Linked DNA regions of Mus musculus: all the other regions are linked to region 1. The links are chromatin contacts, called in public HiChIP or PLAC-seq and promoter capture Hi-C maps. All regions are on one chromosome and are shown on one strand. The core of a region is the stretch at or near the end of the contact, and the rest is flanking DNA. Distances in the headings are between cores, read along the strand shown.

The links. HiChIP or PLAC-seq counts read pairs in DNA pulled down with a chosen protein or histone mark. Capture Hi-C pulls out chosen DNA fragments and counts their contacts.
Region 2: a contact with region 1 is called in an H3K4me3 HiChIP or PLAC-seq map of intestinal villus epithelium, with 11 read pairs. The contact joins the enhancer-like site here to the promoter of Ntan1 in region 1. A contact is called at or near these places in 1 of 39 promoter capture datasets (liver), 2 of 15 datasets of contacts at CTCF or cohesin (CD8 T cells and the NIH/3T3 cell line), 8 of 484 Hi-C or Micro-C datasets (the CH12 cell line, DN3 thymocytes, Sertoli cells and 5 more), 10 of 115 datasets of contacts at active chromatin or transcription factors (the SCID.adh cell line, bone marrow-derived macrophages, embryonic stem cells and 5 more) and 3 of 9 other capture datasets (adipose tissue, liver and pancreatic islet).
Region 3: a contact with region 1 is called in a promoter capture Hi-C map of liver. The contact joins the promoter of A930007A09Rik here to the promoter of Ntan1 in region 1. A contact is called at or near these places in 4 of 39 promoter capture datasets (embryonic stem cells, fetal liver, frontonasal cranial neural crest and 1 more), 10 of 484 Hi-C or Micro-C datasets (CD4 T cells, CD8 T cells, bone marrow-derived macrophages and 6 more), 9 of 115 datasets of contacts at active chromatin or transcription factors (the SCID.adh cell line, effector CD8 T cells, embryonic stem cells and 3 more) and 3 of 9 other capture datasets (adipose tissue, liver and pancreatic islet).

What each region holds. Positions count from the first base shown.
Region 1 is chr16:13,817,187-13,821,535 of GRCm38.p6, reverse strand. Ntan1 (N-terminal Asn amidase) reads right to left here and starts at 2,285. Exons shown (of 10, transcript NM_010946.4): 1 at 2,100-2,285. The coding sequence starts at 2,180.
Region 2 is chr16:13,880,987-13,885,335 of GRCm38.p6, reverse strand. Pdxdc1 (pyridoxal-dependent decarboxylase domain containing 1) reads left to right here. Exons shown (of 23, transcript NM_053181.3): 3 at 705-770; 4 at 3,378-3,458. Among named protein-coding and RNA genes, the nearest start is that of Pdxdc1, 20 kb to the left of the region's middle. Within about 2 kb of position 1,770, at least 33 of the 459 cell types and tissues checked have an H3K27ac peak or open chromatin away from gene starts, as enhancers often do. A contact at or near this core is called in intestinal villus epithelium and pancreatic cancer cells, where this site is marked.
Region 3 is chr16:13,752,729-13,757,077 of GRCm38.p6, reverse strand. It overlaps A930007A09Rik (RIKEN cDNA A930007A09 gene), which reads right to left and starts at 2,514. Exons shown (of 1, transcript NM_001357954.1): 1 at 1-2,514. The coding sequence starts at 2,434. The coding sequence ends at 524.

The DNA.
Region 1 (4,349 bases), core at 1,036-3,535:
TAATATATAAGAGAATAAATAAGAGAATAATTTTCTTATAACTTTTTTTTTCTTTTTGGTTTTTCCAGACAGGGTTTCTCTGTATAGCCCTGGCTGTCCTGGAACTCACTTTGCAGACCAGGCTGGCCTCAAACTTCAGAAATCCGCCTGCCTCTTCCTCCTGAGTGCTGAAATTAAAGGCGTGCGCCACCACGCCCAGCTGAGAATAATTTTTTTTAATGTATCATGATGGGCACATTGGATAATAACTCTAATCACAGTATCACTGAAGTAAGAGGTCTCAAGGCATTCACGGTCAGCTTGTCTCTCTGAAATAGAAAAGGAGGACAGGGCTCACACAGAGAGGATGCTGCAGTAGTTAAAACTGCTGTGGGAAACCTACCAGAAGTGGGGTCCCAGCACTCACAAGCCAAGACTCCCACACATGACTGTAACCCCAACTCTGAGGTGCGTGAGGCAAGAGGATGGCTAGGGCTTGCTCCATCCCAGCCTAGCTAAGACACATATTCAGGGAGAGACCGTGACTCAAAGGAATTACACACAGTGGAGAGACAGGTGCTTGATGCCACCTTCTGGCCTCCCTGTGCACACACATACACACTCACCTATGTGCGCATACATTCACACAGATAAGTACAGAAAGATCAGCATGTGCTAGTGCACATCTTTAACGCCAGCATGTGGGATGAAGGAGAGAGAAGAGCTCTTAGAGCCAGACGCCAGCCTACAGTGAGACTCCAGAGCAACACAGACCCTATCCCAAATCTTTTTAAACAGAAGATTGCCTAGCATATAAATAAAGTAGGGGAGGCAGAGGCAGGTAGATCTCAGAGTTTGAGGCCAGAATGGTCTACGGAACAAGTTCAGGACAGCCAAGGCTCCACAGAGAAATCCTGTCTCAAAAACAAAATTGAACCAAAACTTAGAAGAATGGTTGTGACCAAGGACCTGATTTTCTACTTTCCTCTACGGAGCCTTCACATCATCCCCTAAGGCAAGTGGGCCTGAAGTCCTCACTCCAACTGTTCCCCTGGCCTCTATGTGCAGCCCTCTTTGCCCTCCTCACTGGGGGCCTCCTTGGCCCCACTTCCCTGCTCTTGAAAACCAACTCTCCACTCTGCATCCTTTCTGGGCTGCGTCTCCCTAAATAAACCAAACCCTTGCTTCCGGAGACACCACCCTACATCACCTCGTCTCTGCCTCATGTAATGTGCTGCGTGGCCACTAAAACTACAAGTTTCAGACACAGGAGAGAGGCTCCTAAATCCTTGAAGTGCTGGAACTTTTCTTGTGTTATTTCTGGCTTCATCGACACAGTGTACAGTGCCTAGCCCGATTTGTAGGAGCCAGTATTAGGATCAGGCTGTCTTGAAATTCAAATTAACAGTCAGTCTCCCTGTCCCGTAGTTCTCAGGGGTCATTCTGCCCATTCACTTACCCAACAAATATTCGGTTAGCACAATGCCATCTGCTTTCAGGAAGCATTTGCTCCAGGAAGCAGATCCAGGGGAAGACAAAGCAAGTAAGCAGACAGAACCACAAACTCCACAGAGACGCAGTGCTTCACCTCTCAGAGGGAACGTGGGCATCTTTCCTTCAAGGCTATAACTGATTAGGAAACAGGTCCCGTCCTAGACTGTACTATGTGAGATCCATGGACGGGCTGAGTCCAAATTAGTATGTGGGATACTTGGTCATCACTGCCTTCACTATGAGCCCTCTTTCAGAAGTCCCCACAAGGAAAGAACAAGACTCCATCAGGGAGCAGTCCTCCCGGACCCAGCAACTTCCAAACGAATCCCTTATTTCTAGCTAAAAAATAATCCGCGCCCCTCTACGCCCTGGGGGGCAGGAATGAGCGCGCAAAGAACTGGGACCCCCGCCCACACCTTTCTGCAGCTGGGTAATGCGGGGATCCGCACGAGCGCCCCGACTTGCAGAGCCCGCCGAGTGTCCTCGCGCTGTGTACGCGCTGTGCGACCTTCCGTAAGTCACCTTAACCTCTCTGGGCCTCGTCTCACCAGGTCCCTAGTGAAAGCGCGTCGGCGGCCGGGCTGCGGAGTTCCCATCCGCCCCGAAAGCCCGGGTAGGTCGCTCACCTCCAGAGGCGGGTGCGCCCGGACCAGCTCCACAGCGGACCGTGGCAGACGGACGCGCTGCCCATCCACCAGCAGTGGCATCGTCTAGGCCGCCGCCAGGCCGAGTTAGGTGGCCACCGCCCCGCCCCGCCCCGCTCCGCTTCGCCCCGCCTCGGGGCATGCCACGCCCACCGTGGGCGCCGCGCCCACCGCGGACTCGGCCCGGATGTGTAGTCCAGGCGGACGTGGAGCAGCCCGAAGAGATCGAGGAGACGGAATAGCCCTTGGGCTGCAAGGCATCACGGGAGATGTAGTCCAAACTTTGTCGGCGTCCACTCACTACCCGTGTCCCTCCTGGCTGGTGCCAGCAGCTGTAGTCGCAGAGACTTGAGCATTAAGGACGCGGAAAGGAGAACCTCGAGGGTAGCCTCGCGCTTTGCGTCACCCAGCCCTGACCCCTGCCTCGGCCGAGTTGATTCGCAAAAGTTTATTCAGTCAACGTCCCTTTCAGCTGGCAGACGTAGTGCAGAAGGCGTGGGGAACCCGAGAATTGCGGCCCCAGCTAGCACCGCGGGGGCGTAAGCGCGGAAGAAACAGGGTCCTCACATATACCTGCTTTTGTTATATAACTCCTCCCCCTCACCCCCCACCCCCCAGTTATCCCGGATTGGTTAATGAAGGTGCCTACAGCCTGCAGCTGGGCAGAAGAGAAGTAGGAGGGGCTTGGGGTCTGACGCAGGGACCACAGGGAAGGAGAGCGGGAGTTTCTATTGGTGTACAATTCCACCAGGCTCAGGCCAAGAGCTACCCAGCAACAGCTTGTGTCATTGCCCGCTGCCCGCCAGGTGCAAGGCAAGTGTGACAGCAGCACCAGCATACAGAGGAGTCACTACCCCAGTTCTTTCACTCTCTATTCCCATGTGTTCTCAGGCAGCCTCTCTTCCCTCTCTTTGTCCTCCGCTTCTGCCCCTTTCTATATCCCTATTCATTTCATCTTTATATTTGATCTGTCTCAAGGTGTGATTCCTCAGGGGGATACCTTGACATGGGCCCGCCCACCGCATTATCCCGGAGCTTTATATTTCATAAGTTTCAGATAGGCTAGGAGGATGAACTGGAGCAATGAGGAAAGAGTCTGGAGCAAGATCATGAAAACACACGAAGCCCAAAGAACCTGACGATAAGAATTGGGGTCATGGGTGGGAGGTAGCCAGATTATCTTAAGAGGTTAACAGATCATTTAACTCCTCAGCTATTGAGGAGCTGCTTGGAATAAATCTTGTTTTCTCCGCGTGGTTAATGTTATGGAGACTAGCATGAGATAAAGAAATACAGTCGGGCAGTGGTGGAGTGGTGGCGCATGCCTTTAATCCCAGCACTTGGGAGGGAGAGAGGAGAGAGGAGAGAGAGAGGGGAGAGGGGAGAGGGGAGAGGGGAGAGGGGAGAGGGGAGAGGGAGAGGGAGGGAGAGGGAGAGGGAGAGAGAGAGGGAGGGAGAGAGAGAGAGAGAGAGAGAGAGAGAGAGAGAGAGAGAGAGAGGGAGAGAGAAATCCGGTTGCCAGATAAATCCGGTTTGAGGCCCTTATTTCTGCTGGTTTGGATCCTACCCATCATTATTTAGGCTTTAGTCTCATTCTGTGGTCTGACAAGTTTTTTTAGGTCTCATTGAGATCTCTTCTGGAGACAAGTTCCCCTTCAGAATGGTGCCATTGCCTTCTTCCAGCAGGAGATTCCTAGAGAAATTCACATTTCTTTGATTTTCTTTTATCTCCTTAATATTTATTTTCTCTCTTTGTTTGTCGAGACAGGGTTTCTCTGTATAGCCCTGGCTGTCCTGGAACTCACTCTGTAGACCAGGGTGGCCTCGAACTCGCCTGCCTCTGCCTCCCGAGTGCTGGGATTAAAGGCGTGCGCCACCACGCCCAGCTACAATTCTCATTCTTATACTGAGGTTAAGAACAACTTTTTTTTTTAAATTAGATATTTTTTTTCATTTACATTTCAAATGCTATCCCCTTTCCTAGTTTCCTTTCCGAAAATCCCCTATCCCCTCCCCCTTCCCCTGGCTCCCATACCCACCCACTCCCACTTCCTGGCCCTGGCATTCCCCTGTACTGGGGCATAGAATCTTCACAAGACCAAGGGCCTCTCCTTCCACTGATGGCCGACTAGGCCATCCTCTGCCAGTACACAGTTGTAGGAAGTCAGGACAGGAACTTTAGGAACCTACTTACTGGCTCATTCCTCTTGGCTTGTACATACAGCCTCCTAG
Region 2 (4,349 bases), core at 521-3,020, 64 kb before region 1:
GATTATCTCTAGTGCTACCTGCCTTCGCTGTGTCTGACTAGAGCCTGTCCTTCCTGTGATCTTGATTATGTCAGAACTCCTCAGAGTTCAGCTGTCTCTGTGATCCTGAGATCCTGGGTGTGTCAGAGTTCCTGGGAGTCAAGCTGCCTCTGGGACCCTGAGGTCCTGGTGTGACCATGCTCCTGGGATCTTGGGATCCTGGGATCCTGGGCGTGTTAGAGCACCTGGGAGTGGAGCTTCCTCTGGGTGTTATGGTGTTGGTCCAGACAGACTGGAAAGAACCTGTGCCACTGGTCCAGTGGAGTTCCTGAGTGCCTGGGTCAGGCTGTGATCCTGGGAGTGTTAAAGCGCCTGGGAGTAGATCTTTCTCTGGGTGTTGTGGGACTAGCTTCAGAGTTCGAACCCAAGGTCTGCTCAGGGCACTGGCCCAGACTGGAAGCTATTTAAATACTTCTTAGTGTAGGTTCAATCCCATAGGGAACCAACTGATAAAGCAGCTGTTTGAAGTGGTTGTTTTTTTTTTTTTTTTATTCTTTTCTTGAAACTCTCAAGTGTATTTGGGATCTAAGGAAATGAAATAAATGGGTTTGAAATCTTCCATCAGTCACTGATTGTTCTAGGTAAAGTCACGTGTTCGCATGTTCATATGTTAGAAACTTTATTGGTTAAAACATACAGTCAACTTTTCCTTTCCTTTAAACCAGAAGAACAGAGGAGGAAAATGGAAAGAAGCCAGTATCTGAGGATATTCCAGGGCCACTCCAAGGCAGGTAGGTGCCAGTGAGAACCAGTACCTTTAGTTAGGGTATAAATGTTTCTTAACCCAAAAATTTACAGTTACTTTCTTATAAGTTTATTCTGAATGAGTACCAAGTTAATTGAAGTAGTTACTCAGTAGAGTACTAGAGAACTGGCTGGTAGGTGATAGTGGGGAACTTACTAGTTTCTTTCTCTCCCAGAACTTTTGTTGTTAGCTTACCTTCAACTGGTAGCAGTTGTCTGGCCTTATTCTTCTGAGTTTTCGATTACAGACATGTCCCACCATACCTGGTCTCCTTTCAGAACTATAACCCGTGATCAAAAGCCATTAGTGAATTCATAATTCTAACGGGATAGCAAAGTAGATCATTCTTGAAACCTGTAATCTCTCCTGTAGACTGAGTTTTATTGTAAGAAATATTTTAGTTTGGTACAGTTTATAATTTTTATAATACAGTAAATGAGTAGGGCACAGTGGTGTATGCATTTAATCCCAGCACCCAGGAGACAGAGACAGGCAGAACTCATGAGTTGAAAGCCAGCCTTGTCTACATTGGGAGTTTCAAGAAAGCTAGGATTACATAGAGATTCCCTGTTTCAAAAAAAAAAAGAAAAAAAAAAAAAAAAGAAAAAGGAAGAAAGAAAGGAGAGGGAGAGAAAAGAAAAACAACAAGAGCAAACAAACAACAAAAATAATATAGTAAATGAAAGGAAAATGTCAGCTTTAATCATTGCTGGAATGATTAATTTGTTTGAGGCTAAAGCAAATTTATCAATTAGTGAAAAAGAAATAGCTGGCTGTCATTTTCACAGAAAGTTAGTAGACAGTCTATAATTAAAGTCCTAGCTCAACTTCCTTGAGGCAAACAATTTTTCTTTTATAACCAGGAAACTACACTTAGGTTAACAGTACAACTCCCTTAAATTGTTCTTTGACCTGAATATAAGCTGTACAAGAAAAGCATTGAGGAAGTATCACACCATAAAGTAAATATCAAGCCTAGCACACCCAGGTACGAATGCTTTGTGTCCTTCCTGCTTGCAGCATGAATCCTGCTGATTTGAAATCCTGTAGTACTTTCTAACCACTCAGAACAGGAAGCAGATCCTGTCTTCTGTTCCAGCTGTAACTGGACAAGGACTTGTTTATTCTCCTAATTACACAAAAGTATCTCAATCTCCCGAGAAGAGCTGAAAGTGTTTAACAGCACGTTAAACACTTTTTAGCAGTGTTCAGGAGTGTTTATATTTAATCACACTAATGTCTAGCATATGAGGCTAGGAAGTGCTTTACAGGCACAAACTATCTCCACCCTGTTCTGTAATGCATGGGCTCTGGCACTTTGGGTCTCTAACTCAGATCACAAGGAGAGTAGCAAAGTTGCTTCAGCTTTTTCCCCTGCCTTTTCCTCTTTCAGTGTTAAAGGATCAGAACACTTCATGTGCAGGTTAGCACCTTTTCAGAGATGAGTTTGGAGCATTATTTTGATCGTGTTTCTTTTTTTTTTTTACTACTATTTTTGTGGTCCTAGAGATTGAACTTAGAGTTCATACATGTTAGACAAGCTCTCTACTACTCCCCACTGTATTCCTTCAATGCTTCTGTTCTTTTTATCAGGGTTTGTTTGTTTGTTTGTTTGAGACAGGGTTTCTCTGGATACCTCTGGCTGTCCAGGCCTCGAACTCAGAGATCCACCTGTCTCTGCTTCCTGAGTGCTGGGATTAAAAACTGTGTGCCACCACCACTGGCCACTCACTTTCTTATTAGTAGAATATTTTTACATTTTATGCACCACATATTGCCTTGCCACTTCATACTGTTTTAGTCAGTGACATTTTCCTTCTGTATATAATGAACAGTTAACAGCATATCTTGTATAGAAGTCAAGCAGTCTATCCTCTAAGCAAGTCTCAAATTTTCCAACTTGGGATACCATTTAAAATGTATATCACGAAAATGTCTAATAAAAGTAAATAAATAAATTTTTAGAAAAAGAGTTGGAGCCGGGCGTGGTGGCGCACGCCTTTAATCCCAGCACTCGGGAGGCAGAAGCAGGTGGATTTCTGAGCTCGAGGCCAGCCTGGTCTACAGAGTGAGTTCCAGGATCAGCCAGGACTATACAGAGAAACCCTGTCTCGAAAAAGAGTTGGAAAGAAATTACATGTTTAAGGCTATTGTTTCAATTGGACAAGATTCCCCAGGAAGAAAATAAGATTGATATACCTGTGTCGTCAGGGTTTTTGTTGGTTTTATAACCTTTTAGCATTCTTAAGAAGACTGGCTCTTAAAATATAACTTGTTAAAAATTCTCTCCTCTTCAAGAATGAAATGATCTATTATAGAAATATGGCTAGAGCAATATTGGAAATACTTTCAAAAATCAAATAAATTTGGATCAAAGAATCATAAGTAAAGTTATATAATTTGAAGGTTTTTAAAAATATATAACCTGTTTCTAAATATTCGTTGTCTTTTAAGCAAGCTACCAAATGTTTAAAAAGAAAAAACAACAATAAGAAAAAAAAATCCCTTCAAGTTAATTTGAATGAGAGAACTGGTTGGAGAAGGGGAGGGGGCTGTGTGTTCTTTGTACCCACCTACCCTTTTTGTTCTGCAGTGGACAAGATATGGTGAGCATCCTCCAGTTAGTTCAAAATCTGATGCATGGAGATGAAGATGAGGAGCCCCAGAGCACCCGGTAATGAAGGAATGCTGGCAACTTGCCTTTGAAAGTCTGTTCTTGGCAGGGTGGTGATGGTTCATGCTTTTAATCCTAGGACTCAGAAAGCAGAGGCAGGTGGATTTCTGTGAGTTTGAGGCAAACCTGGTCTACAGAGCAAGTTCCAGGACAGCCAAAGCTACAGAGAGAAACCATGTCTCAAAAAAACAAAACAAAATGAAACAAAAAAAATGAAAGTCTGTTCTTGACTTGTTCTTGAGTGGCTCAAGAAAGAAACTTCATTAAGAGTAATTAATTTCATTAAAAGTTACATATATATGTATGTATGTGTGTATATATATATATGTGTGTGTGTGTGTGTGTGTATTCTAAAAGTAGATCCTGGCACTTTTATAGTATTAGGTCTTATGAAGAGCCACTGGAGGGACTGATGTCCCATATGCTTTTCTATTTTGCTTTAGCTTGCTAAGAATTTACTACAGTTAAGTTAATTAATGGAAGCCTGTATTGTCGATGAATCACCTTTTATTTATTCATCTGTCTAGTATATTTCAATGAATATATCTTCATTTGTCTTTAATTTTTTTGCTATCAGTAATATATTTTCCTTGTTCAAAAGACAGAAGATAAACTGGGCACAATGGTACACATCTGTAATTCTAGCATTCTAGAGGCAGAAGCAAGAGGGTCACAAGTTTGAAGCTAGTGTAGGGCTACATAGCAAGACAAAAGCAAAGCAAACTAAAATTGAGAAGATAACAAAATCGTTTTCTAGGCTCTGGTACACTTATGTATCCTGAGTTTAATTCCCAGTACTGAAACATACACAGGCCTCCCTGCCTGGTTCTCTTTTGTGGCCATTAACAATGGCCAGTTTATTATTCTTCCACAGGTATTTTATGTTTGTGT
Region 3 (4,349 bases), core at 1,265-3,764, 65 kb after region 1:
TTCCAAGAGAACCCTTACAGAATCTAAATCCTCCACCTATCTCCAGATCTTATAGCTTCCTAAAAGAATAATATTCCCCTGGCTCCCTCCTCTAATTTTAAACACAACGAAAGGTTTCATTATTCAATAAAGTAGTCAAAGCCTTAGGTCTCAACTACTCAAAGAGCTGGTCTCAAAAAATCATCAAAATCGCTAATCCCTGAAGTCCAAGGCCACTTTGCTCCCACTACAGGAATTGAGAAAGCCACCAGAACACTAACAATAAAAAGGATAATAATGTTGGTAACTTTTCTTCCAAGCCACTTACTTGGCAAAGGTCTTAGCAGACATTCAAATGGCTGGTGTCTGAGTCCTATTAGAAAGGGTGACTTTTCCTCACTATCCCCAAAGCTGAAGGGTTTCCAGAACTGTCACACTACTGAGAGTCTGAATGGGTGGCCTTAAAGACAGGCAATGAAGAGTCAGGTTGCTCCTGAGTTAGTTTCAAGCTGGGTGCTGGGAGAGTCTCCAAAGCTTCAGCACTTTAGTTCTTAGGAACCTTCCGGACAGGTGAAGAAATCTGAGAAGTCTGGGCTAAAGAGGCCTGCGGGTGCTGAGTCTGGGCAGACCCAGGTGGCACCCCAGGAACCCCCTTGGCCAAAGTATGGCTCTTAGAAGCTTTATCAGTTTCAGGAGTTTGAGAGGCAAGAGGAAGATTCTGGAGATGGCTTTGTTGGGCCAGAGATCCCTGGATTTGGCTCTGAGAGGTCATGGGTACCACGGGGAAACTGTCAGAGGGCATGGGCACTAGGAAGTGGCTCTGGCTTTCTTCCTGTTCCAGAGGGTAGATCTGAGAGGCCACACTGATCTTAGAGCGCCCCTGAGAGTGGGGGCCCAAAGGCACACAGCTTTCAGAAGATACAGAGGGCAGGATTTGGCTCTGAGAGGTCACAGGTACCATAGATAAACTGTCAGGGATCACCAAGAGATGGCTCTGGCTTTCTTCTCGTTCCAGAGGGTAGATCTTAGAGGCCACACTGATCTTAGAGCGCCCCTGAGAGTGAGGGCCCAAAGGCACACAGCTTTCAGAAGATACAGAGGGCAGGATTTGGCTTTGAGAGGTCACAGGTACCATAGATAAACTGTCAGGGATCACCAAGAAGTGGCTCTGGCTTTCTTCTCGTTCCAGAGGGTAGATCTGAGTGGCCACACTGATCTTAGAGCGCCCCTGAGAGTGAGGGCCCAAAGGCACACAGCTTTCAGAAGATACAGAGGGCAGGATTTGGCTCTGAGAGGTCACAGGTACCATAGATAAACTGTCAGGGATCACCAAGAGATGGCTCTGGCTTTCTTCTCGTTCCAGAGGGTAGATCTTAGAGGCCACACTGATCTTAGAGCGCCCCTGAGAGTGAGGGCCCAAAGGCACACAGCTTTCAGAAGATACAGAGGGCAGGATTTGGCTCTGAGAGGTCACAGGTACCATAGATAAACTGTCAGGGATCACCAAGAAGTGGCTCTGGCTTTCTTCTCGTTCCAGAGGGTAGATCTGAGTGGCCACACTGATCTTAGAGCGCCCCTGAGAGTGAGGGCCCAAAGGCACACAGCTTTCAGAAGATACAGAGGGCAGGATTTGGCTTTGAGAGGTCACGGGTACCATAGATAAACTGTCAGGGATCACCAAGAGGTGGCTCTGACTTTCTTCTCGTTCCAGAGGGTAGATCTGAGAGGCCACACTGATTTTAGAGTGCTCCTGAGAGTGAGAGTCCAAATACACATGGCTGTCAGAGGACATTGCCATCTGAGAATTGCTGTCAGACGCCAAAGGGTAGGTCTGCGAAGTCACTGAAAAGACAGGTTGACTCCTAGAAGTACAAATGGAAAGACCGGTGTGGACAATGCCCAGAGGCAGGCTCTTAGAGGTCTGGACTCTGCTAAACTGATTCAGAACAGCCTCAGGCTTCGCTGAACGGAACAACGCTCTGCCACCCGAGGTTCTGGCGTCGCAGTTCCTTTCTAGCTGCCCCGGGTCCGTAGAGCTGATGCTACTGATCCGCTGGACGACCCGCGGGTGGAGTCGCCGCCGCCGTCGCCGGCGAATCCGCTGAAAGGTGTCGGAGACGCTCCTAAGGGTCAGCGAGAAGCGACGGCTGCCGCTACGGTGCACCCCGCTCTCGCGGGGCGAAGTCCCCCTCAAGGGGTCTTCCGGGAGCGCCTCTATGTTGCCGGTGTACCAGGAGATCCACCACAGGAGACTGACGAAGATGATGATGGAACCCAAATAGAGCAGCATGTCGTAGAACAGCAAGTTGGCGAAGACGCCAGTGAACAGCACTGCCACACCCACCGCGTCGAAGGCGACGCCCAGCCAAAAAAAGTGACTGCAGCGACCCAAGGGCCCGGACTGCATCTCCGCCAAGTCTGTGTTCTTTTGCGGAAGCTCCGAGAGGCTCAACATCTTCCACGCAAACCCCGCCAGAGGACACCAGGCCCAGGGCGCTGCCACAGGCGGGCTTTAGACACTCTCCATGGCAACGCAAGGGGCGGGGCGGGAAGCGGCATTCTGCTCCACACCAGGAAACTGGAGCGGGCCAAGGGAGCTGCGCGTGCGCACGACGACCTGCTGAACCTTCTGCGTTTGCGCCCAGTGCTAGCCCGGGCAGCTTTTCTCAGTCTGGGATCCTTAGGTGTATCAAGAAGTAGAATTTATGGGTAGGGGAGTGGGGGTGGGTGGGTATGGGGGACTTTTGGTATAGCATTGGAAATGTAAATGAGCTAAATACCTAATAAAAAATGGAAAAAAAAAAAAAAAAGAAGTAGAATTTATGACAATGAAACTAGCGGTACCTGGGGCGAGAATCTTCTTGGCCTCAGGTGCAGTTAGCATCTAGTGTTGTTAGGTCTGTACTCCCATCTTCTCTGGTGACTGTTGATAAACTTGCCCAAGGACCTAATAGACCCCATCGCGTGTCCGTCCGTCCGTCCCCCCCCCCACCCCACCCCCCCACCCCCCCACCCCCCCCACCCCCGCCAACCAACCATGTATTGTAGAGGCTGGGAGGGAGAGGGTAGGATGAAAGGAGAAAAAGGTTGACCTTTATGTGTGTGTTTGATGGATTTTAAAACATTTGGTACATTTTAAATAGATTTAGGCCTGTAGTTCAGGCCACATTTACTTAGGCCTATAGGCACACGCCACTATACTTGGAGAAAACTACTCTTAAGCATTTTCAAACGTATAGATAGAAAATTATAAAGGAATAAAGAATGATAGGTTGTCCCTACTTGGCCTGAGCATTCAAGCAATACAAATTGGAATCAGAGGGTTATTAAAGTGTTTTTTTTAAAAGATTTATTTATTTATTATATACACTGTTGCTGTCTTCCGACATTCCAGAAGAGGGTGTCAGATCTTGTTACATATGGTTTGTGAGCCACCATGTGGTTGCTGGGATTTGAACTCAGGACCTTTGGAAAAGCAGTCAGTGCTCTTAACCGCTGAGCCATCTCACCAGCCCCTATTAAAATGTTTTTAAAAAGGTCAGACATGATAGTGCAGGACTTTAGTCCTAGCACTCAACAAGCAGAAGCAAGCAGATCTCTGAGTTGGAAGTCAGCCTGTCCTAACTTGAGAATTCCAGGCCAACCAGGACTATACTGTGAGACCCTGTGTCAAAATGAATGGATGAAAATAAAAAGACCTGAAGGTGTGTCCAGGAAGTTGGAAGTGGATATAATCAAGAAATCTATGTATAAAATTGTCAAAGAATAAAAAGTTAATAAAGTATAAAGATAATTAGAGAAAACAATATGGCAAATGTTCATAATTATAGAATATAGATGAAATAAGTATAGGTGTTCATTATTCAGTTCTTTCCTGTGTTCTTTAGGCTTGACATTTTTCAAAATAGTTGCAGAATTTTATTTTGTAATTTAAATTTTAAGTTATAAACTTATAAACATGAGTAGCAGGTGGGGATGATGGCTCAGTAGCTAAAGACTTGACAGCCTGAGTCCAGTCGCCAGGAGCCACGTGATGGTGAGAGAGAACTGACTTCTGCACATTGCTGTCTGACCTCCAGATGAAAAGAAATAAATCTCTCCCCTTTGGCTGCAGGAGTGTTCAAGGCTGGCAACCAGAATTATCTGCCTAATGATAAAGGGTGCAGCACCATGCCATACGTAGACCGCAAGGTGATAAGCTGGAGTTATCCTTCGTCAGATCCTTTGAAATTAGCCCAGTTTAGCCTGAGGCAAGTCTCTATACTGGAATTAGGAAGGCTTAAATTTGAGTTTCTGACCTGAGTTGAGATCTTTAACCTCCCTTAGCTTTGATCTCCTCTTCTGTAAATGAGAGAACAGGTGCCTATAAG